Linked DNA regions of Sus scrofa: region 1 is linked to region 2. Evidence: chromatin contacts called from public Hi-C data. All regions are on one chromosome and are shown on one strand. Each heading gives the region's core, a stretch centred on a gene start, on an enhancer-like site or on the middle of the called end of the contact. The rest is flanking DNA. Distances are from core to core; before and after follow the strand shown. Region 1 has its middle 17 kb from the start of CDKN2AIP. Region 2 overlaps WWC2 (protein WWC2).

Region 1 (5,978 bases), core at 2,773-5,272, 100 kb before region 2:
TCCAGGTGAACTTGAATTTCAGTCTCATTTTTGTCAAGGTCCATTAACACCACCAACATCCACTACCTCACCACCTTATCTGAGATGTTAAGTAGAAGTCAATACAGGTAGAAATTAATTCAGGAAGGATGGCCCTATCCCTATGTTGAGTCTTCTTGTCCAGAAAAATGATATGTCTTTTTATTTGGATTAGATCTTCACTACACTTAAGCCTTCTCTTTTGCTCCCACCCGCAGACAGGTGTAAGGAGGGGCTCAAGAAGGTGGTGCTTGTCTGGTCAAGGCAGCGCCATGGCCCCTTTTGCCGTGGCTAAAGGTGAGCCATCGTGACCATCTTTCTCCCTGGGGAGGCTGCCCTGATACTCAGTTCCTGTCTACCCTTGCTCATCAGGCCCATTCTCCCTCAAGGTCAGTGATGGTACAGGTGGATCCTGGCTGAAAGTTTCATATACACCATTCCCTTGCAGTGCACCTGGAACACCCTCTTTGGCTGAAGTTATAGAGTGGACCCACCTGTACCATTTTCACTTTTGCTCCATATAATTTTGCTAGTATTTTATTTAGAATTTGTGCATCCATTGTAAATGATAATTGGTCTTGTGTGTGTGCGCTTGGCAAGATATTTGTCAGATGTTGGTACCAGGGTGATATTGACTTGAAGAAATGAACTGGAAAGGTTTGCTTCTTTTCCTGTGCACTGGAGCAAGTGTAAAGCAGGGACTATTAGTAATAACCAATTGAGCTGGCTTCAGGGAGTTTGTGCAAAAACAGTGCAGAAAAGGAGTAATTAGAAATACTGCTTGGGGGTGGTCTTTTGGACCAGCAGACAGAACATTCTTTTTCCAGATGTTTGCCATGAGAAACAGATTGTGTCTCCACCTTGCCAGCTGGTTTGGGTGAACACCACTGACCTCACAGCTTGCTTGTCAGAATTTCACAAATCCTCCAGTCTGTGTGCACCACCTCCCCCGAGCTGTCACTCTCAGCCCTGTTCTCTGCAGCAGGGGAGCTCCGAGGGGCCAATGGGCACCTGGCCCCACAGTCCTTTGCATTGCTTCACTTGCTAAGGCTGAGGGGAGTGAGTGGGACTGATTCAGAAGCTTCAGCACCTGCATATATGGAGGGCAGTGTTGCACTGGCCAAGGGCAGAGTCTTATCATTGGCTTTAAAAATAATGTTGGGGAGTTCCCATTGTGGCTCAGTGGGTTAAGTATGAACCCGAGTAGTATCTATAAGGATGCAGGTTCAATCCCTGGCCTCGCTCAGTAGGTTAAGGATCTGGCGTTGCCGTGAGCTGTGGTGTAGTTCAAAGATGCAGCTCAGATCTGGCATTGCTGTGGCTGTGGTGTAGGCCTGCAGCTTCAGCTCCAATTCAACCCCTGTCCTGGGAAACTCCATATGCTGCAGGTGAGCCCTAAAAAGAAAGAAAAAAATAATAATGTTGGCAGGGAGTTCCCACTGTGGCACAGTGGTTAAGAACCTGACTGCAGCAGCTGGGGTTGCTGTGGAAGCATGGGTTTGATCCCTGGCCTGGTACAGTGGGTTAAAGGATCCATGGTCACCACAGCTGTAGTAACATAAGCCACAGCTGCAGCTTGGAATCGATTCCTGGCTGGGGAACTTCCATATGTCACGGGTATGGCCATTAAAAAAAATAATAAAAATGTTGGTAGCTGGTCTGAAAAAGGGGAGGAGGGTGAGAGATGTAAGGAGATTAGGCTGTGGGTCTAGTTTTCTTGATCTTCGTAGAAGAGAATGTTCGTTGGAAAGGTTTTCTCATCAGCAGGTTGACAGGCCGCTGTAGTCAGTAGCTCCGTTTATAAAGGAACTAGAAAGTAGTGAAAACCTCATCCTATTTTATAATTAGTTCCACCTGTGCCTGTTGGAAGGCCCAGATGGTGTGTGTTGTGGGAGTGATGAAAATGAATGGAGGGAACAGGGAGATCCCCAGGTGACTTGTTAGAGACACTTGTCACTCTGTGTTCCGCTAGAACCTGATTATATATATATATATATATATATATATACATACATACATGCCACTGTAATTATATATGATATATACTTTATATATAAATACATGTATTTTATCTCATATGTAATACAAAAAATACGTATGAGAAAGAGAGGAAGTACCATTTCATTTACTGAACACAATTCATTTCAACATATGGACATTTTAACTAAATTACATAAAGGGTTTTCCTTCTAAATTTCACCTCAGGGTTTATGAATGAAATGCCATTCAGACCATAAGGATGTAACTGAACTGCCCCAGGGGGAGGGGCTGAGCAGAGAGCCACGCTTTGTGGGAGCCCTAGAGCCGCCCAGGCTCCTGACCGGACTCGCTTGCCATTGTCATCCGCTTGGGCAAAAAAGTCTGCAGTGAGAGCTCCCCAAGGGCAGTCACTTAAACACCACTGCCTGTTCGAATTATCTCTCCAGGGACTGAAAAAATAGAAACTTTGGGAGTTCCTGCTGTGGTGCAATGGGCTCAGCCACGTAGTCTTGGGAGAGCTGGGATGCAGGATTGATCCCCGGGCACAGTGCTGTGGATTAAGAGTCTGGGGTTGTCGCTGCTGTGGCTTGGATCTGATCCCTGGTCTGGGAACATCATATGCTGAGAGGCGGCCAAAAAAGAAACAAAAACTAAAACACTTTGCCCCTTGGGAGTTCCTGTTGTGGGCAGTGGTTAACGAATCCGACTAGGAACCATGAGGTTTCCGGTCCAATCCCTGGCCTTGGTCCGTGGGTTAAGGATCCAGCATTGACGTGAGCGTAGGTTGCAGATGCGGCTCGCGTCCTGCGTTGCTGTGGCTCTGGCCTAGGCAGGTGGCTACAGCTCTGATTCGACCCCTAGCCTGGGAACCTCCATATGCCGTGGGAGCAGCCCAAGAAATGGCAAAAAAAAAAAAAAAAAAAAAAAAAGACAAAAAAACCCCCCAAAACACTTTGCCCCTGGATCCAGACCACCAGGGCACCTCTGTGGATAAAACAGATATGTGAATGGGCCACACTGAAAGCAGCAGTACAGTATTAGTGACAATAATTATGTGGTCCCAAATCCAGCCTCTGGCTCAGTGACAGTCATTACCAGCCCTTGAAGGTTTACTGTGTACCTGTGCTACTGTCTACAGGATGGTTTATTGAGATATTTGAGTTTTTTTGAGTTGCTGTTCTTCCTGTTGTTTTCCTCCTTGTTTACCATCCCAAGTTTGGGCTCTCTTGTCTCGTGGTGGAGATGGTGGGAGATGTTTCTTTAGAGGCAGAGGACAGACTTTGAAGTCTTGGAAGGGAAGAGGTGGGAGGTGGCAGAGCGACATGAGGCTTGGAGAAGTTTCCTCTGGGCTGGCAGTGGAACACCCATTTGAGTGGATTCTATACGTAATAGAGATGCAAGCACCACCCCGCCTTATACTCAGGGGCCTGGTTGACAGTCTTTAGGGACCAGGCTGGAGATACAAAATACATCTTGGCATTGACCTCTGATGGACACAGGCTAGAGCCCAACTCTGGTTTTTTGGCCACCACAGATATGCCAGTGATTCTTGTGTGATCCTGGAGATGGGAGGAGACCCCCAACATGACTGAGGTTGAATTTCTCCCTCTGCAGGAGAGTTAACTTAGAAAAATTTAGAATGTGGCATTTAAAACATACTGCTTGTTTTAGAATAAAATTCAGAACCATTAAATATCTCTTATCTCATTAAAACTCACAATACTCCGACGAAGTAGGTATTACTGTCATCGCCATTTTGCAGGGGATGCGGTGCCTTCCAGGGGTAAATAGCTCAATTACAGCTAGTAAGGTAGTGCTGGGAACCATCTGGAGGGGAGTGCCCTCCCTCCTCCTTTGCATAATAATTATGGACTTTTCATTTTTGAGTTTGGCTAAGCCTTTGTTTTGAAGTGGTTTCTCCTAAATTCCTTTATGAGAAATTGAATCCATCATGGAGTACCCACTGCACAGATCCACTTGGTCACCGCAGCCAGAGTGCAAGCTTCCTTGCTGAGCAGGGCTGCTGTTCCCCCTACAGGAGGGCACAGAAAACACAAGTGTCACTCACCAGGTCCCCAGGCTCACTTGCTCTCAACCAGGCAGGGAAGGGAATTCAGGCTCAGTGTTAACAAAAAAAAAAAAAAAAAAAAAAAAAATTAAAGAAAAAAAAGTAAAAGAAAGAAACACCCATAAGAGAGTCCTTTGTAACAATTTGGTAATCCAAACAGAAAAACCTTTGATAAGACCCCTGGGAGAGCTTAAATATTTTTCCTCTCTCACTCTCTTGAGTACAGGATGGCTGCAGGTCAACCCTGAAACAAGATGACCGATTCCACCAGTATCAATAAAGCCCTCATCCTGGAGGAAGGAAGTGGGGTCTGGTTTCCACTGTTGCTCTAAAAAAAAAAAATCAGGGCTTTGTTTCTCAGGATTGCTCTTCCAGGAGTTGTAACACACTGCGGTTTGCTTTGGCAGAAAAAGCGCCTTCTGAACACAAAGGGCTGTTTTACGCCAAAGCCGCGCTGAGCTTGCGGGATGTTCCGCCCTGAGGCCACTGGGTGGCGCTCAAAGAGCCGGGATGGCGGGTGAGGCTCGGGCTTCGAGCGCAGGCGGGTCCAAGTGGGCACGACTGTTCTAGAGCCACCGCGCAGAGGTGGCTCTGAGGCAAAGAGAGTGGGCCCAATCCCCCCAAGCCTCTTTCAGTGTGGACAGTCGTGGTTTTCTCCCACTTATATAAGGAAGGAATAAAAGCATATTTAGAAAGGATGTTTTTACTTGGGAAATGCTGTTTGTATTGGTTTGTAAAAGAACACTGCACAAAGTGTGTAAATGCAGCATCAAGGGTGTGAGAGAGGACTCATCTCGACTCCATGTGGCATCAGCTGGGACAGGTGGGGCGCTGGAGGATCCACTTACAAGATGGCATTGGCACACATCTGGAGAATTGGAGTTGGCTGTTGGCTGAGAGCTCAGCTGGCGCTGAGAGCCTGGGGCCATGGTTCCTGTCCCTGAGGGCCTCTCCACCATGGGCTCGGCCTTTCTCAGTCTGCCTCCTGGGTTCCCAAGAGTGAGTCCCAAGAGACGGGAAGTGGGAGTTTTCGGTTTCTTAAGGCTTGGGCCTGAAATTGGCACTTCAGCTGTCTTGCACCCACTGTATTCTACTGGTTACATAGTTGCTGGGGTCAAGTTCAGGAGTAGAGGGTAGAGATGCCACTTGATTGAAGCAGTATCAGAGAATTTGGGGCCACGTTTTCTTTTTTTTCTTTTTGGGGCCACATCCGAGGCATATGGAATTTTCCCAGGCCACGGTCAAATTGGAGCTGCAGCTGCCAGCCTACACCACAGCCACAGCAACGCCAGATCTGAGATGTGTCTGCCACCTACACCACAGCACACGCCTGTGAGCCATTATTATGACATTATTATAACCCACTGAGCAGGGCCAGGGAGCAAATCCACATCTTCATGGATACTAGTCGGGTTCATAACCTGCTGAGCCACAATGGGAACTCCCTGGGGTCATGTTTTCAAACTGCCACACCCAGGATCCTGCCTTTACCCCTCTCTTCTCCTCTTTCTGCTCCTTTTTACTCTTTGCCTCCATCCTTCTAGGCTGGGGCTGGTGGGAACAGTCACCAGAAGTCATGACTATGGCTCACACCTCAACCTTAGGGCTGCTTCCATCAGTGGTAGCCAAGCGTACAGATGAAAAAGGATGGCCGTAATTTAATGTGTCCCTTCTAGGGGGGATGGGGAGGAGGAAGAAGTTTCAGGGAGGTCAGGCAACCGGGCACTTCCATCCGGAGCCAAGAGGAATCATCCGAATGCAGGGAACAGTAATGGTCAGAAATAGCAGGTGCTGTTTCTCAATGTTTCTGAGGGGCCTTGGGCACAGATGTGCTCTCCAAGTACAATGCAGAGTTCCTGCTTTTGCTGTGGTGGTTAGAGGTGGATTAATGTTCCTGGAATGGGTTTAAGCT
Region 2 (5,879 bases), core at 3,174-5,673:
TTTCAAAAAAAACCTGAGGTCCCCAACACAGCATAATACGGAATTTCTTGTTGAAAAGGGAGATAAAGAATCTTGGTTCCTATTCTTAACAATGAATCAGCTGAACACGGATCAAAACCCAGTATGCTTTTCTCTCCTCCTCCTTTCGTCTTCATCTGCCTAGAGCTGATTAAGACATCATCAGCCCTGCGAGGTCTTTCCCACATCTTCACTGGATGAACTGCGAGATTACAATGTAAAATGCTCATACGCACAACTGCACAACTGTAAGCTCTTTGATTTGTTCTTCACTGATTTTACTTACACTTTGGAAGTGTGAGGTATCAGGAAGACATGAAGATTGCGGAGTTGTGCTATAATCACCAAGAAACTTGAACTTTTTGCATCGTATCTGTCAAGAGAGAAGCTGATGAGATGAGGAAGAGCTCGGGGTCTAGGCATGCCTCTCCCTGTGCACAGTCCACAGCCTCACCTGAGTCCAATCTGCACCTGGGCCGTCTCCACGATGGCCACATCCTCTTCACCGAACGGAACGTCTTCGACTTCGCTGGGCCTGGGGGCAGGGAAACAGCAGGCACAGGTTTGGTACCCTGCGACTGGACAGCTATGGTCACTGTTCTCCACTTACTGATTTCGAACGAAAACCCGAATTAACAGCACCCTCTACTACCGGGTGGGCCTCATTCCAGCAAAAGCTCATTCTTTTAAATCTTGGTTCTCCTGTCAAAAGGAGTCTGCATCTGGGCCTTGATAAGGAGGACCCCCCCCAGTGCGTGCCTTTGCTGAGCCTCCCTGGGCTGTACCACACCCCAGCCCTGTGCCAGGCCTTCTGCAATCTGCGCACAAGAGAAGCTTCGTGGGCCAAGCAGCCACTGGCAACCACTCCAACATTCTCATTAAAATCGAGGTTATGGAGTCCCCAGTGTGGCTCAGGGTTAAGAACCCAACTAGTATCCATGAGGATGTGGGTTTGATCCCTGGTCTTGCTCAGTGGGTTAAGGATACAGTGCTGCTATGAGCTGTGGTGTAGGTCACAGATGCAGCTCGGATCCAGTGTGGCTGTGGCCGTGGTGTAGGCTGGCAGCTGCAGCTCCAGTTGGACCCCTAGCCTGAGAATCTCCATATGCTGCAGGTGTGGCCCTAAAAAGACAATAAAATAAAATAAAGTAAGGTAAGGTGAAATAAAGTAAAATAAAATCGAGGTTATATCTCTAGGCCCAGCTTTGGGCACACTCGCCTGTTCCTCATCTCCCTGCTGATGGGTGTTTCTGGCACAGGTGAAATTTCTAGGCACACCACTGCCTAAAACCCTTCCTACCGCAGAGAGTGGACTGGCATCAGTGCGCTCAGGGCCGGAACCCACATGCCGGCTGTGAGGCGGAGGCCCGCCTACTGAATCCTTACTGTTTCACGAAAGCCTCGTAGACCCCGCTGTCTCCAGCCACAGACTCATCCGACACGGCGGCTGACACGCAGGTGGTTTTCTCCCCAAGCAGGTGGATTCCTCTTCTTTTGGGTAATGATTTTTCCATGTCTAGGGAGGCGAGAGTGATAGCACTGAGCAGGATTCTGTCTTAGGAAAGGTAAATATAATACACATACAGTGTTTGGCTCTGAGAAACCCCAAATAAAATTTCCACCTGAGAATCAAGGATGTTCCTATTCAAACGGATACATTTGGATGATTCCAGGCACTAAGACTTACACGATTCTTAGGATGCTAATTATTTTGGTCATTGTTTGAGGAAGGGTACTGTTTCTCTCTGTCCCGGAATTTTTTTTTTTTTCCCCTTTTTAGGGCCACACCTGTGGCATATGCAAGTTCTTAGTCTATGGGTTGAATCTGAGCTACAGATGCCCACCTATACCACAGCCACAACAACGCCAGATCTGAGTCGTGTCTGCAACCTACACCACAACTCACTGCAACACTGGATCCTTAATCCACTGGGCAAGGCCAGGGATCAAACTTGCATCCTCATGGATACTGGTCAGGTTTGTTACTGCTGAGCCACAGTGGGAACTCCTGTCCTGGACTATTTTAAGGGAAAGGATAAATGCAGGAATTCTTGTGGGCCCCTGGACTCTCTCTTTTTGGTGCTCACTGTGGATACCACACTCGGAGCTAGGACACTATCTGCCTCCCACAAGCAACGGAGACAATTCTACAATAGAGAGCCTGGAGCTGCTCAACAGCAAGGAAGGTTTCCACCTCTTTTGCTCCTCTCCACACGCCATGGTCTCCGTCTCCTGAGCTGCTGCTCTAATAGAAGTTAAAGAGAAAATGTCTTTGACTTACAGCATTCCTCACAGGCTAATACCATTAAAAAACTCTGTGCTACTGAATCTTTAGCACCAACTACCACTTCACTTTTATCTCCGACTCTATTCCTAGCCCGGCATCCTGCGGAGAGCAGGGAGCCTTCCTTTAAAGCTGTGTTCCCGGGTAATAAGCTGGAGCCCGGGGCGTTCTTTCATCCTCAGGCGGCCGAGTGAGCGGGATCCGTATTGGTATGCATTTCGCCCCCCTTCTGAGTCGTGACTTTACATCTTGTTAAGATGTTTAAGTTTTAAGGCTTCAGATTACAGGATTGATTGCTGCATTTTCCCTTTTATTTCTGGCAGTGGGAATGCTTTTTCCTTGATGATGAAGTGCCTTCTCTCCGCCCACCCCCCTTTGTGAGGGGTGAAGGTGATGACATGATTTATTGATTACCCCCAGGAATAACCACAGCAGTCTGAAATTGACTTTGACAATGACAGAGACTGACTGTGGAAGGACTTCGGAGTTATTCCAACTTGATTTCTGCCATCCAGCAGGAGCTGGTGCCAGGGGGTCAAAGGTATAGAAAAGGAATTCGACTTTACCTGCACAAGAGTCTAGAGAACAGAGGAGTGACTGGGTTTCACCACATGAGCTACCCGCCCCCATGCCAAGGTTAGACATCCCCCAAGAGACCCAGTGCCGGTGACCTGATCTGGAAGGAATTAGTCTTCAAGGTTAAATATATGCTCTCAGTTGTCTTTATACGTGAAACGCTATTATTTGCACACAAACCTCTTCCCTTAGTGTAACTTTTTAACAGTGCTTTTCTAATACAATATGCATTAAAAAAAAATTAAGAGCTGTTTCGTGGAGGCCCTGAAATACTGTTCTCCAGGCATGGACCCTCTGGACAGACACAGGAGCAGACTAAGGGTGAGGGGCAAGCCAGTGGCCAGGCAGACGATGCAGGAAGGCCAGGGATGCCAGTGCCTCAGGACTGCTGGGTAGGCTGACCGTGGGCTATGTTCTCCCAGATCCCATTCACTTCCCCAGCATCCAGCTTCATTTACTGGCCCCTCCAAGCAGACTGAACAGCAAAACCAGCTTGGAAATGCTCAAGAACTCTGAAAGCCTTCAAGCACAAAAGAATGGCCCCAAACCCACTCCACTTCTTCCCTCTCTTGCTCTGTCCTCCCTTTGTAAATTCCAGCGTTTGCAACAGGAAGTGGGTTTAGCAGAGTTTGCATTGCTTAGTGTCATATGGTTAATATTAATTACTGTGAACTGAGTGCCAACTGCCAGGCTGGGCTGGATGCTTCAGAAGCAGTTTAGGAGTATTAACCCTCCCAGGACCCCCCTCTAGCTCCCGCTTTGCAGATGAAGAACAACAAGCTTGAGAGACTAGGTAATGTGCTCACTGGAACACGGCCAGTCAATAAGGCCACCGAGACTCTAGCACAGGAGGGGCTGGCTCCAGGGGTGGCAGGACTGTGCCACACACCACATGCCTTTTTGGAGGCAGGCATGAGGCCTCACTGAAGGTTCCTGCTTTGCTGGAGCCGTTGTATAAACACCGCTCCTGTGCTCATTTTCTCTGTGGTTCATTATTTCAATAAGACATCACTTGTAGCTTTGGCACCTGCCAGGAGAGTGGCACACAAACCACAAAGGTGTTTCCTGTGCTCTGCCTCTGCCCCAGGCCACTGGCAGGCAGTAGTTTAGTTCAGTATTTGAAACCACACAAATGAGCTGCGTCTCTCCACCTCTTTAAAGTCTGAATTGGCCAACTCCTAGGGTCAAAAATACAAAATAAATATGCTTCTTGAAACAGCAAGAAAATACTTCTCAAGAGGCCTGTCCTTGACTGTTGTTGACTCAGGAGCACGTATGGATCTGAGCCAGGCTCCAGGGACCAGAGCTGGAGTTTATTCCACTTTTCGTGTGGGGTGGGCTCCTCGGACCACAGCTTTGACCATCTGCCAACCAGAGTGCCATCCCATTCTCTTTACAACTACATCTAACATGCTAAAAGCTTCTGCCTCCCAGAAGTGAGTAATTCAAAAAATATTAAATTCTCCCTCTGTTTCTGTCTCTGAGTACAAATGTGGCAGTAAGAACTCAATCCACTGCACTTTCTTGGGCTGCAACTAGTACTGTGGCCAGAAGATGGCAGGGTGACACCATGCATGGGGACTGGCTTTCTCCAAATTAACTTTGGGCAGAAAGGGAAAGTCTGGCATGAAACAAAAATTGTATTTATATAGAATTCCCATAGCAATCCAAACATTGAACCTTGGTACTAATTAGCTGGTACGCTAATTGCCTTGGTTTTAATCTGTTTTAGGCCAACTTTGAAAAGAAAGTCCTGTTGCCTCGGTATTTCAGAACCAAAACCTATTTGGAAGCCTGAGGTGTATATGCTCCCAGGCAACTGCCCTACAAAGTGGGCTACTAGACAACAGAATGGATACTTAGTGATTAAATCTATTAAATGGGGAAGGCGATTCGTATTTGCTGAAGAAATGTGTAGGTTTATAGCAATAAGAACTCCCAAATGAAGCCAAAATGAAAAAAGGAGCAGCAGCAGGAGAAGGGGGACAGGTACCACTTGTTTCCATGGGAGAAATAACCTCCAATCCTTCTCCTTACCGTGGCTGAGAGGGAACTGAAAGCAGGGTCTCCATTTACCTGCAGGCCCTTCAAACAGTGGCTCCCGAGCACATTCGGGGAGGCTCTTCTCCTCTGAGAGAGACTGGGGCACTCCCCCCGAGTCGGAGTCCAGCAAAAGCTGATTCTCTCCCAGGCCCAGATCTGCGAAACGGCTGCTCAATTCACAGTCCTCAAAGTCTGCGGCGAACTGATGTAGAGGGACGTCGTGGGAAGACATGGGGAACGTGCCTTCCAAGACCAGGGGCGAGCCGGGAGGGGACAAGGACGACAGGGAGGACCTGGAGGACAGGGACGCCACGGACTTGGGGGCCTCGCTCAGCGGGGGAGCGTGGCCTGTGGCTGCGGCCACGGCCCCGCAGGGCCCGCTCTGGCCGGGCTGGCTGGGGGACTTGACCACTTCGTGTTCGTGGATGGTGGTGATAGGTCCGGAGGGGATGTAACCACCTTTCTCCTGCAGGAGGAAGTCCAGTTTGTACTGATAATCCACGTCTAGCTGGTCACCCTGACCCGTGTAGTAGAGCTCGCTGGAACTGAGGGAGTTGAGCGACCCTCTGCTGGACGTGTTCAGAGACCCTCGGCTGGAGGCCAGGGAGCCCAGGCTGCTCCCGGAAGACATGGACAGGGTACTGGCCGAGAGGCTGAGGGAGGAAAGCACACGTGTTAGAACGGGGACGATGCGGCAAAGCCCCGCCGGCTCCTTTGGACCTGAGAGGGAGGCAACCCAGTGATACCAAAGGACAGTCAAAGACCGGGGAAAGGAACTTGCTTTCACATCGCACGTTCCGTGTTTCCTCGTGAACGTTTCCAACCTGGCTCCCTACATACTCTTTAAGCAGCAGCCCTACTCTTACTAAGAATCAGCCCCTTGTGCACAAGTTAGAAAAACTTTAAAAAAGGCATCAAACACCTATTGATAAACCTATCTGCATAAACATCCAGAAGC

Evidence for each region. A called contact is a pair of places that touch in the nucleus more often than the background predicts.
Region 1: a Hi-C map of embryonic fibroblasts shows a contact between it and region 2, with 3 times the contacts expected there. The contact joins two enhancer-like sites. A contact is called at or near these places in 4 of 47 Hi-C or Micro-C datasets (brain, embryonic fibroblasts, fetal skeletal muscle and 1 more) and 1 of 2 datasets of contacts at active chromatin or transcription factors (skeletal muscle).

Annotation. Positions count from the first base shown.
Region 1 is chr15:44,865,660-44,871,637 of Sscrofa11.1, reverse strand. No RefSeq gene overlaps it. Among named protein-coding and RNA genes, the nearest start is that of CDKN2AIP, 17 kb to the left of the region's middle. Within about 2 kb of position 4,022, at least 17 of the 83 cell types and tissues checked have an H3K27ac peak or open chromatin away from gene starts, as enhancers often do. A contact at or near this core is called in embryonic fibroblasts, where this site is marked.
Region 2 is chr15:44,763,800-44,769,678 of Sscrofa11.1, reverse strand. It overlaps WWC2 (protein WWC2), which reads right to left. Exons shown (of 25, transcript XM_003359464.5): 13 at 4,955-5,574; 14 at 1,405-1,534; 15 at 473-553; 16 at 305-391. Among named protein-coding and RNA genes, the nearest start is that of CLDN22, 38 kb to the left of the region's middle. Within about 2 kb of position 4,423, at least 7 of the 83 cell types and tissues checked have an H3K27ac peak or open chromatin away from gene starts, as enhancers often do. A contact at or near this core is called in embryonic fibroblasts, where this site is marked.